Regions from separate parts of the Pan troglodytes genome. Here region 2 is linked to region 1. Evidence: chromatin contacts called from public capture Hi-C data. All regions are on one chromosome and are shown on one strand. The core of a region is the stretch at or near the end of the contact, and the rest is flanking DNA. Distances in the headings are between cores, read along the strand shown.

Region 1 (5,988 bases), core at 2,665-5,164:
TATTCACTAGATGGCAAACATAGTTTGAGTTGGAAAGAAGACATTAAAAAATGTAAACTGTTCAAGTTTGCTGCTTGGTAGGAATAAAAGGCTCACATCCCTAAATGGTGAGCAGGATAGCGAAAAAGAACAGAAAAAAAAAAAAAAGAAAAGAAAACCTAAGCTATTAAGCTATTTCCCCACAGCCAACATTTAAAAGTCCAAAAATTAAACTGGACAGTTAAAAATGGATGTCATTTGGCCTCAACTGCCTTTTCAGAATTCAGGATTATACTGCCTTACAGTATAATCCTCCCAACACCACAGCCCAGTGACAGGAGACTACCACCCTTTGTTCAGAGGTACACCTTCCTACTAATAAAGCTTGGTTCATCAGCCTTCTGGGCCTCCAGTGAATCCCACTTCTTCTAGGTCACCTTATCGGCTATTTCCTTTGCCAAGCCACTTGGCTCTTCCAGTCAGAGTTGTTTTATTCTTGCCTCGGCACTCATAGCACATGGCCAGGATGTCTGTTCTGCACTCTTTCTGCTTTACACGATAGTGATACACATATCTGCTCTCTAGGATATGTGATAAGCTCCTTTGAAACACAGGATGCCTGCCCACATATCTTTCTGGTTTTGGTAGTACCCAATCAAAGACCCTTGCACATGCTATGCACTCGGTATTATTTGCTTTAGGAGGATGGGATCAGGTTGGAAAAATGTTTCTGGGGAAGTTTCTGGTAGAGAAGAGGTTAAGCTGAACAGGAATTTTTTCCTTTAAATTAAATTACATTTTGTTTGTAAAGTGTATATAATATATTACATACATTTTTTCTTTAAATAAAATTATATTTTATGTCTTTAAATTAAATTACATTTTATTGTGGTAAAATACATGTAATATAAAATTTGCCATTTTACCCTTTTTTTTTTTTTTTGAGACAGAGTTTCGCTCTTGTTGCCCGGGCTGGAGTGCAATGGTGCGATCTCGGCTCACCGCAACCTCCGCCTCCCAGGTTCAAGCAATTCTCCTGCCTCAGCCTCTTGAGTAGCTGGGATTACAGGTGTGCACCACCACGCCCAGGTAATTTTGTACTTTTCGTAGAGACGGGGTTTCTCCATGTTGGTCAGGCTGGTCTCGAACTCCTGATCTCAGGTGATCCGCCTCGGCATCCCAAAGTGCTGGGCTTACAGGAGTGAGCCACCGCGCCCAGCCCCCATTTTTAAGTGTACAGTTCAGTGGCATCAATTACATACACAATGTTGTACAACTATCATAATGATCTATTCCCAAACCTTTTCAACATCCCAGACAGAAACTCGGTGACTATCCAGTCATAACTACCCTGTTTTTCCCTGCCTGCACGCCCTGGAAACCTCTAATCTGCTTTGTCTCTATGAATCTGCTGGTTCTGGATTTTGCATATAATTAGAATCATGCAATACTTGTCCTTTATGTCTGACTTGTTTCGCTTAGCATAACATCTTCAAGGTTCACCCATGTTGTAGCATGCGTCAGAATTCCCTCCTTTTTAAGACTGAATAATATTCCGTGGTAGGTACATATCACATTCATCTGTTAATGGACACTTATGTTGTTTCCACCTTTTGGCTATTGTGAATAATACTGCTATAATACTAGCATACAGTATCTGTGAGTCCCTGTTTTCAGTTCTTTGGGGTTTATATTCAGGAATGGAACTGCTGGGTCATGTGGTCATTCTATGTTTAGCATTTTGAGGAACTACCAAACAGGTTACTTTCAAATGAGTAACATATGCTCATAGTACAAAATGTAAGAGGTAGATGATTATACAGTGAAAAAAATTCTCTCTCACTCCTTCATCCTGAGGGCAACTCCTGTTAACAGTTTCCTCCGTGTTCTTTTAGAAATAGTGTAAGAATTTATAAGAATATACGTATTTTTTCCTTCTACACAAATATTAGAATACTATAAACACTTTAAACACTTTTCTGAACATGATTTTTATCATTTAACAGGGTATCTTGGAAATCCTTCCACATAAGAACATAGTTACTTTTTTTTTTTTTTGAGACCCAGTCTCGCTCTGTCGCCTAGGCTGGAGTGCCGTGGTGCGATCTCGGCTCACTGCAAGCTCCACCTCCCAGATTCATGCCATTCTCCTGCCTCAGCTTCCCGAGTAGCTGGCGCTACAATCGTCTGCCACCACGCCCGGCTAATTTTTTGTATTTTTAGCAGAGACGGGGTTTCACCGTGTTAGCCAGGATGGTCTCGATCTCCTGACCTCGTGATCCACCCGCCTCGGCCTCCCAAAGTGCTGGTATTACAGGCGTGAGCCACCGCACCTGGCCAGAACATAGTTACTTTTTAAGAACAGGGAGGTAATATTCTACCATGCATCTGTACTTTAATATTTAAACCAGTTCTTTACTGATAGGCATTTAAATTGCTTCTAATTTTTTTTCTATTTCGAAGTAACTATTTTGATATTTACGCTGACTAACAAAAGTAATTTTTCACATTTGTTGGAAAAATCTTACAAGTGGTATTGCTGGTCTTTGACACAAATGTTTGTGATGATGTTTGTAAGAGACAGTTCTATTTTATCTTTTTTTTAAGCAAAAATGATTTTATAAGGGAGATCTCATATGTACGATATTGAGAAATGTCCTATAAAAATATTATAAAACATTCTTGCAAATTTTAGTTTGTAGGAATCAGAATATTCACATTTTCTTGTTTTTAGGACTCTCTTAGCTCCATAACAAGCCCTTTGCTATTTTACAATATGGTAGCTCATAAATTTCCTGAATGATGAAAATTTTAAACTGCGTTCAGCAAACTAGTGGAAACTATTTAGATTTTCACTGCTGTAGAAAAAAGGGCTCTGGAATTTCAAACGCAAAATTGTGGTTGAATGTAAGCCAAAGCACAGAAGATTCCATGGGACACTGTGTCCAATCTGCCTCCTTGATCCAGTCCACAGAGGACAAGAGTTCCAGCTGCTGAGGAATCCAACGTCCTTCGGAAATACTGAATCCTCACAACATGGGGGTTGTGGAAATGATAGCAATCAGCTTAGGGTAAGAATCTGAGCCCCTAGTGTATAAAATATTTATGATCTTAAAAGCAATCTTGCTTTTGGGGCTAGTGGGCACTAAGCCCCGGATAACTACCCATCATGCCAGCAATCACTTCATCCACATTAGTTCAAAGCAATTTCTACCAAACAGCATTCTCAGGCTTCTTGTTAAAAGTTTTTCTTCAAAATTCACTAACTCTTATGGCAGTGCTACGTATAATAGCTAAAAATTGGAAATAAATGTCCAATAATAAAGGAATGGTTAACTAAATTATGTTGAGCCAGTCAATGGAATGATCACCTTGTAGCCACTAAAAATGACCGCTATGAAGGCTCAGTAGCACAATACTTCTGGTACTGTGTTAAAATGGCCCCAATGCAATGTTATAAGAGAATAAAAATGTGGCAGGCCAATGCTATAAAACATTAAATCAGTTTTCCCTTTAAATGTGTTAACTTCCCCCACTCTGTGACCGGAGAAACGAAGCAGGCATTGCTCCTGGGGTGGCACTCTCACAAGGGAAGCAGGACACAAAAACATCAACTTCTTTTAGATTTGGGGAACTGGAGAGAGATTCTCTAAGCTGAGGCAGGAGTGTAGAGAAATAAGAGCAAGACTCAGGGCAAGGAATCAGTCCTTTGGCCTCAAGCTGAGTTCGGGGGAAAACAGGATAGACCCCACTCTCTTTTCAATGTGAGGATATGAGAGCCAGGAGGATCTGTGCCTTGCTTTCAGGTGAACTCCAGAGAAATGTGGAGCGTGTCGTTCAGCAGCTATGCGATGTGGCAGGAGCAGAGGAGAAGTGGTAGAGAGGCAGGCCTGAAAGGTGAAGGCTGACGTCCCCAAGCTACGTTAAGCAGATGCCAGAACAGGCCGGAGGGAGATCAACACCAGTGTCTGGAAGCCCCTTTCCAAAGATCCAGGGCCCCATAGCATTAAGATCAAGGACGGGATGTGGAGGGAGAGGAGGCAGGAGTAGAACCCTGATGCTGAATATAGAAGGGAAATAATGAGAAATCACTGAATTTGGCCACATTTATCAGGAAGTGCCAAAACTAAAACTAAAACCCCTCCTATTGTGTGGAAATGCGCTTGAGCTAGAAATTCAGATGAACTCTAGGAAAAGAAAATAAATTACAATTCAACAGAAAATAGTAGTGTGTGTGTATTAGCCAGGCGTGGTGGCGGGCGCCTGTAGTCCCAGCTACTCGGGAGGCTGAGGCAGGAGAATGGCGTGAACCTGGGAGGCGGAGCTTGGCAGTGAGCCAAAATCGCGGCACTGCACTCCAGCAGCCCGGGCGACAGAGCGAGAATCCGTCTCAAAAAAAAAAAAAAAAAAAAAAAAAATTAATTTTAAAATTTTTGTGATTGCTATAAAGCTGTTTGTACCTTTAAAAGCAGAGTACGAATGTACCATGTAGATGGGTCACAGCAGTGATGTACCTCTACTTTCCATTTCTTGTTTTTCTCTGCTGCATAAGCCCCTCCTCCTTCACCCACAGTCCCTCCTCAGCATGAAGGACAGTTAGGAGAAGCTTGATCTGCTCACAACTGGGTCTCAGGGTCTGGCAAGAAGGCCCCGAGGAAGCTTGATATGCTTCGCTAGTGACAAGACACTTTATTTTTTTGAGAATTTGAGATTTATAGTTTGTATTTCATTACTGTAAACTTCAAGAGCTGCTATAAATCGTCTCATTGTTGTAGATTTTGCAGCAGTGAATACTGTCAGAAATAAGAAGAATTGTGGTTAGGGCTTAGGGTGTGTGTGTGTGTGTGTGTGTGTAAAGAGAATTTTATACTATGGTGGTATCAATTATGTTGGAATTGGATCTGTAGCTTCTTGGTCGTTTGGGACATAACCCCTTTTATTTTGTGCTTGGCAAATCCTTTAAAAGGAGAAGATCCTTCTGGGCTTCAGTTTCCTCATCTGCACATGAAAGAACTGGCTAAAATCATGACTAGTCCACTAGAAATGCTGGCCCTATTTAGCACTGACTTTACCTATCCTCTATGTGACTTCATAGATTATGAACTATTATATATTGTGCACAAACACACATCATTTTTCTCATTGGTTATCTTTTGAAAACGGCAAGCTTTCAAACATAAGAATGCTGAGGGATTCCCCAGCATGTTTGACTTAGACTTCACCCTGGGCTTGATAGTCTTTGGCAAGCCTAGCCCTGAGTGGCCCCCAAATGAGGTTATATAGAACCTTATACTAAACTGTTCCCACTATGGCCCAGACCGTTTTCATTGTCATTTTTAAGTCTCCTTCTTCCTTCCTCTCTTTTCCAGGGCACATGCTCAGGCTCAAAATGATTGCTGGCCCCTGCCCTGTGCTAATCTTTACATTTCTCTATCTGCTGAGGTTACCATTTTATACAATTTTTAGAATAGAATAAAAGCATTTACATGATCTAAATCAAAAGGTCTCCTGCCACAATCTGTTGTCATCTGTGTCCCAAGGTAACCTCTTCTCCAGAAATCGTACAGAGCTTGGGAGTTATCCCACAAGAAAAAATGTGAAACCAATGATTGGCATACTTAAATAAAATGTGTTTTGGCCAGGCGCGGTGGCTCATGCATGTAATCCCAGCACTTTGGCAGGCCAAGGCTGGCGGACCACGAGGTCAGCAGATCGAGACCATCCTGGATAACACAGTGAAACCCCGTCTCTACTAAAAATACAAAAAAATAGCCAGGCGTGGTGGCAGGCACCTGTAGTCCCAGCTACTCGGGAGGCTGAGGCAGGAGAATGGCGTGAACCCAGGAGGTGGAGTTTGCAGTGAGCCAAGATCGCGCCACTGCACTCCAGCCTCGGCAACAGAGTGAGACTCCTCAAAAAAAAAAAAAAAAAGGTACTGCAGTTGAATTTTCTTTAAGACAAGGCTTCTGAAACAAGCCCAACATGTCTTTTCAGTTTGGTACAAAATTA
Region 2 (5,826 bases), core at 2,897-5,396, 120 kb after region 1:
ATCCCAGCTATTCAGGAGGTTGAGGTGGGAGGATCGCTTGAGCCCAAGAGGTTGAGACTACAGTGAGCCATGATCATTCAACTGCACTCCAGCCTTGGCGACAGAGCAAAACCCTATCTCAAAAAAAAAAAAAAAAAAAGGGGGCGGGGGCAGGGCTGATATTTACTAACAAGACCTCTGGACTGCAAATCCAACACAGATACTAATATGTCATTTCCACTTGGCTTCCAATTGTATTTAATATGGTCAAAAAATGCATATATTATAAGGAGAAACATAACCCCCTAAACCTCTGCAGGATAAACGAACTCACATTATTTTCTAAAAGAACGCAGCAACCCAGTCTGTCCTATCATCACACCGTGAGCTCAGAAAGAAAATCTGACACACGCAGCAGAAAGTGCAAAACGTTATTTACTAACCTGGTGCCCCTGTGAAAGTAGTTGCTCCATATCACCTTAAAGAAAGAATCCTTACTATGAAACCAATCTCCAAGGCAGCTGATAGCCAAGAGGTGGCAAAATCGACTACCCTGAGAATCCAAATAAACGGGCAAAGCCTTCCTGTTCCCAAGCCCAGTTTTGGCTGACTCCCTCAAGGCAACTTAAGTCATAGCCAAGCCCACAAAGCACTTTAGCCTATAAGCTTTAGTAATGAACTTGAAACCACTCCCCATATGTTAAATAGACACCGGACTGCTGTGAGAAATAAAACCCACATACAGAATGAGCTACAGCTTCAGGCTGCACTTTTGTACTTGCTGCCCAAGAAAACCATAACACAAACTTAAACAAAGAGAACTCTCACTCCCTTCTCTCCCCTCAGACACTGCATTAAAGTGAATGATTAATTTTAAGCAAGGGGATACAGTCTGCCCTCCATTAGGGCCATGAAATGACTTTTATATTGTTCAAGTTGTGTGGCAGTTATGGAACAGATAGCACCGTAATTTCACATTGCATGAGAGGGACATATGAAGTTATCATTTCTGAGAATCAAATGTAGATAGTATTACTATTTTCAGATAACATTGAATAAGCTTAAAAACCTCATCAAATCCAACGATTAACATAAGTTCAATAGGAAATTTTGTCAAAGAACCTTCTAACTTCTGATTCTGACTTAGTGTCTATAAATCTTAAAAACATTCTTATAATTCAGTTTCACCACCTACATTTAGAATGGATGTATAAGCTAAGACACGTCTTTTAACATGGATCTTTAAGCTGCCTTTTAAAATGGAACTTAATACCACTCACTAAGATTTCAAAATAAGAAATTTATGTTTCACTCTAGAAAAATGTAGTCAATCAATTCCTTAAAGCAGTTAGATCTTAAAACAGAGCCAGTAATGTTCTAGCATATTGTTAGAACATCAGCTTTTTAACACAACGTGTTCACAGTATACTTATTTTCCCCTAGTTTTCAACTCCAAGAACAGTTTTAATTCTAATGGCTTGTTGCCATGATTTGTATTTTGTTTAAATGAGACTTATTTCAACACAATGACCAAGGTTTTTGAACTTTAATTATTGCTTCTCCTAAACCATAAGATTGGACCAAATATGCCAGGCAAAGCTTGATTCACCTGTTGCCAAACTGATTTACATGAATTACTGGTAAAATTCAAGTTACTCAAAACCTGTGAAATATAAGCCATTAGCTCAACAAATTCACCCATGAAAATCCTGGAGACTATTTTAGATCTAATGCACACCTTGCCCACCCCTCTACCCACTCCCAGGTCAGGGCTCAAGAGGATCTCATGGGGTCACTTTAGAATGAGGGGGCAAGACAATTTCTTTTCTCAGGGAGAAAAGAAAACGAGCCTCAAGACCTGTGGCTGATGACTTTAAAAGGAGCTAGTACCCCACCTGCTGGCAAAACCAAGCGAAGGCTGGATGAGCTGAACAAACCTCAGGGGAAATGTTATTACTTTGATGCTGGAAGAAAAACAGGGAAGGATCAGCTATGCGAGCACATTAATGTCACATTCAGTATGTCGTTAAATATTGTTAAATTTTTCCCCACAATAGTGATATATTTCTAGAGGATATAAAAATGCTCATGCAAAAAAAGTAGATTCAAAACCATCTATTTTACATGGATCTGGTTTGCAAACATATATGATGATTTGCATGCCCAAGGAAATACTCTGATAAATAATATTGATCTCTCCTCTGCAGAAAGAGCTTCAAAAAATACTCCTGGGAAACAAACACAATCTTTGAAATGGAAGAAATATGAATAAATCCCCAACTCAGCTAGATAAACTACTGGTGGGGCTGTGTCTCCATCAGTCTGTATGTCTGTATTCCCAGAATTTCTCTTATCTTTCAGTAAAAATGTATTTCCTTTTGCCACATATAAATTAATTCTTCTAAAATGAATATCTGATATTAACCTTAATGAAGATGAAGAAAAGTTAAGTGGTGGGCACCATATTACACTACATTCTTTAATAAAACCCCGCAGTAATAAGAGTATAGCAGGATATGACTTTTAAATGAGCCCAAGCTGTACTACTAAAACTAAAATGAGGCCAGGTGCAGTGGCTCATGTCTGTAAGCCCAGCACGTTGGGAAGCCGAGGCGGGTGGATCACGAGTCAGGAGCTCCAGATCAGCCTGACCAACATGGTGAAACCCCATCTAAACCCCGTCTCTACTAAAAATACAAAAATTAGCCGGGCGTGGAGGAGTGCACCTATAATCCCAGCTACTCAGGAGGCTGAGGCAGGAGAATCGCTTGAACCCGGGAGGCGGAGGTTGCAGTGAGCCGACTTCGTGCCATTGCACTCCAGCCTGAGCAACAGAGCGAGACTCCGTCTCAAAAAACAAAACAAAACAAACTAACTAACTAAAATGAATAAGGATAGCTATTATATAAGCTCTTCCGATGAGCCAAGCTTGGTTCTAAAGTGCTTTATAAGTACCATCTCATTTAAACATTACCACTCTATTATTATACCAGTTTTTTTGTTTTTTTGTTTTTTTTTTTTTTGAGATGGAGTCTCGCTCTTTCACCCAGGCCGGACTGCAGTGGCGCTGTCTCGGCTCACTGCAACCTCCGCCTCCCGGGTTCACACCATTCTTCTGCCTCAGACTCCCGAATAGCTGGGACTACAGGCGCCCGCCACCGCACCCAGCTAATTTTTTGTATTTTTAGTAGAGACGGGGTTTCACCGTGTTAGCCAGGATGGTCTCGATCTCCTGACCTCATGATCCGCCCGCCTCGGCCTCCCAAAGTGCTGGGATTACAGGCGTGAGCCACCGCGCCCGGCTATTATACCAGTTTTACAGATGATAAAACTGAGGCGTCCAAAGGCTAGTAAGTACACTGCCAAGATCACACAGTTAGAGACAGAGCTGGGATTAGAACCCAGGTCGGTGCTCCTAGCCATGTACTTTAAAAACTCTTTCCTCCTGAGTGCGTACCACTTAAACCCTGCCAGGCCCTGGTCAAATGCAAGGGCGGGGGAGACAGTGGATAAGGCCTGCACTGTGAACAGTCCTCATAAAGGCTTTCCAGAGAAGTGGCCACAGAACTGAGACCTGGAGGTGACATGGAAGGGAAAGGGTCCCCAGGGAGAGGGCACTCACTCAGTCTGCCAAGGCAAAGGGTAAATGGGGTGGGGGACATTGGAGGGACTGCCTGCAGGGACCTTAGTAAGGCTGAGGGACCAGCAGAAGAAAATGCTGTGAGGAAGGCAGAGTCCTCTTATGTCACATCATGGAGCAAAGAGGCATCACCAACTGATGCTAAACCGGGAAGTGTCCAGATATGCATGTTGAAAAGGTAAGTAGGAGGAATGAGGCCTTTTTGGGTGAGTAGGAATTTAGACATTCCAGGTAAAGGCAAGCACAGGCCAGTGCTGTAAGACATACAAGTTTACACTTTCATAAACTGTATCAAGGAGGCTTGTGCCGTAACCCCCGCAGCAGCATGCGCACTGGCTCCCTTGTCAAGCCAGCTCGGGGCTGGAGCCACGTGGTGGTTACTAATGCCATTCACAGAGTTAGGGACAAGGAGGAAGGGCAGGGTGGTGGGAGGAGGGTGGGGAGATGCTCAAGCCAAGGAGTTCACTGAGGGAGGCTGGGTTTGAGGTCCTCTGAGCCGTTCAGGGAGGATATCCAGCAGGCCCCAGGAGATGCAGGCCAGGTGCTCCAGTCCTTTGCCTAGACAGCAGAGGTGCACATTTAGGAGTCACTGACACTGAAGGAGCAGCTGCAGCTGGGGGACAGTGGGACACAGAGTTTGTCCCTGGAAAATGTACAGCATGAGAAGAAAGAGTGAAATTTAAGGCAAGGCTAAGGGTGTCAGACAGAATTCAGGCTGTTGATAAAAAATTTAATTTTTATTTTTACTAACTTCTAACTAAAATTATCATTTCCTTCTGTAACTTGTCATCAAAGATATTTTCTTTGACGTCAAAGATATTTTCTTAGACATCAAGGATTTTTCATATCACATTAGTTATTGTAATATCTCAAAGTATCATTTCCACTCATCACTATTTCAAAATTACAGTAGTTATTAGACCTGCCACTAGATACTGGTAAGTAATGCATTTTAATAAAGGACATGTATTACAATATGACATATTTACTTCTTTGCATATTGATAACTTTATGTCAGTATAATTGGTTTCCTTTGTAATCCTATGCATTTTAATTTTATGTGTTTAATTTTACAGAATAAATATCCTGTAGAGTGGTTCATTAGCTTAATTAGAATGTCAAAGAGGTCCCCATGGCACAAGTAAAAGTAAAGAACATCTGATTTAAAGGGGGAAAGAGCCCAGCACAGTGGCTCACGTCTGTGATCCCAGCACTTTGGGAGGCTGAGAGGGGCGGATCACCTGAGGTCAGGGGTTCAAGACCAGCCTGGCCGACATGGTGAAACCCCGTCTCTACTAAAAATACAAAAATTAGCCGGGCGTGGTGGCACACATCTGTAATCCCAGCTACTCAGGAGGCTGAGGCAGGACAATTGCTTGAACCCAGGAGGCAGAGGTTGCAGTGAGCAGAGACTATGCCACTGCACTCCAGCCTGGATGACAGAGAGACACTGTGTCTCAAAATAAGTAAATTTAAAAATTTAATTAATTAATTAAAATAAAAGGGGAAAGAAAAAGCCACAGGAAAACACTTAAAAATAGCTTTGCGAAAAGGGGGACCCTAATATGAGATGGAGCCAGCTTTCAAAGCTAGGATGCAAACTCAGGACTTCCGACTTTGTGTTCTTTCTACCACGTGACTCCACACCCTAAAATAATAAAAACAGTAACCCCTTCATTTGTGTAAACAAAGTGCTTTCACATGTATTAGCTTGTTAGTTCATCACATCGATTCAGAGTAGGAAAAGGCAGGAACCCAAACCTGCCTTGAACCTCAGCAGAAGCTGCCATCTAAGAAGACACTCCTTCCTGGGCCTCAGCACTGTGCCAGTGCTGCAGCGGACGGTGGTACCTGTCACCCCACTCTATGGAGCTGTAGTCATGGGCACAGAAGAGTAAGATGAAGAGCCCCTCCCTCATACCACACTAGCTAGAACCTGATCACAAGAGGTGGGCACAGTGGGTGCCCACCCAAATGATGAGTTGCACTTCTCTCCAGGCTTCTATTTACAGGTAAGGCTAAGAATTTGTTTCCTTGCTCAAAGCTCTTTTATTTAGTTCTGATTGGTGATCCAGAGTGAATTACAAGATTTGCAATATTTCAGCTCTTTAATATGCCATTGGCTCTAACCAAGACAGAAGACTTTACTTAAGCAATTGGTTTGAAATTAGATGGACGAGCTGAAACAATGAGCTCTCTGTTCTTTC

What was found. Capture Hi-C pulls out chosen DNA fragments and counts their contacts.
Region 2: a contact with region 1 is called in a capture Hi-C map of stem cell-derived neural stem cells, with 4 times the contacts expected there. The contact joins two enhancer-like sites. A contact is called at or near these places in 4 of 7 Hi-C or Micro-C datasets (blood, induced pluripotent stem cells and stem cell-derived neural progenitor cells) and 1 of 1 other capture datasets (stem cell-derived neural stem cells).

Annotation. Positions count from the first base shown.
Region 1 is chr2:174,791,972-174,797,959 of NHGRI_mPanTro3-v2.0_pri, forward strand. All of the region lies in intron 20 of PLD1 (phospholipase D1), which reads right to left. Among named protein-coding and RNA genes, the nearest start is that of PLD1, 160 kb to the right of the region's middle. Within about 2 kb of position 3,915, at least 1 of the 24 cell types and tissues checked has an H3K27ac peak or open chromatin away from gene starts, as enhancers often do. A contact at or near this core is called in stem cell-derived neural stem cells, where this site is marked.
Region 2 is chr2:174,916,580-174,922,405 of NHGRI_mPanTro3-v2.0_pri, forward strand. All of the region lies in intron 1 of PLD1 (phospholipase D1), which reads right to left. Among named protein-coding and RNA genes, the nearest start is that of PLD1, 37 kb to the right of the region's middle. Within about 2 kb of position 4,147, at least 6 of the 24 cell types and tissues checked have an H3K27ac peak or open chromatin away from gene starts, as enhancers often do. A contact at or near this core is called in stem cell-derived neural stem cells, where this site is marked.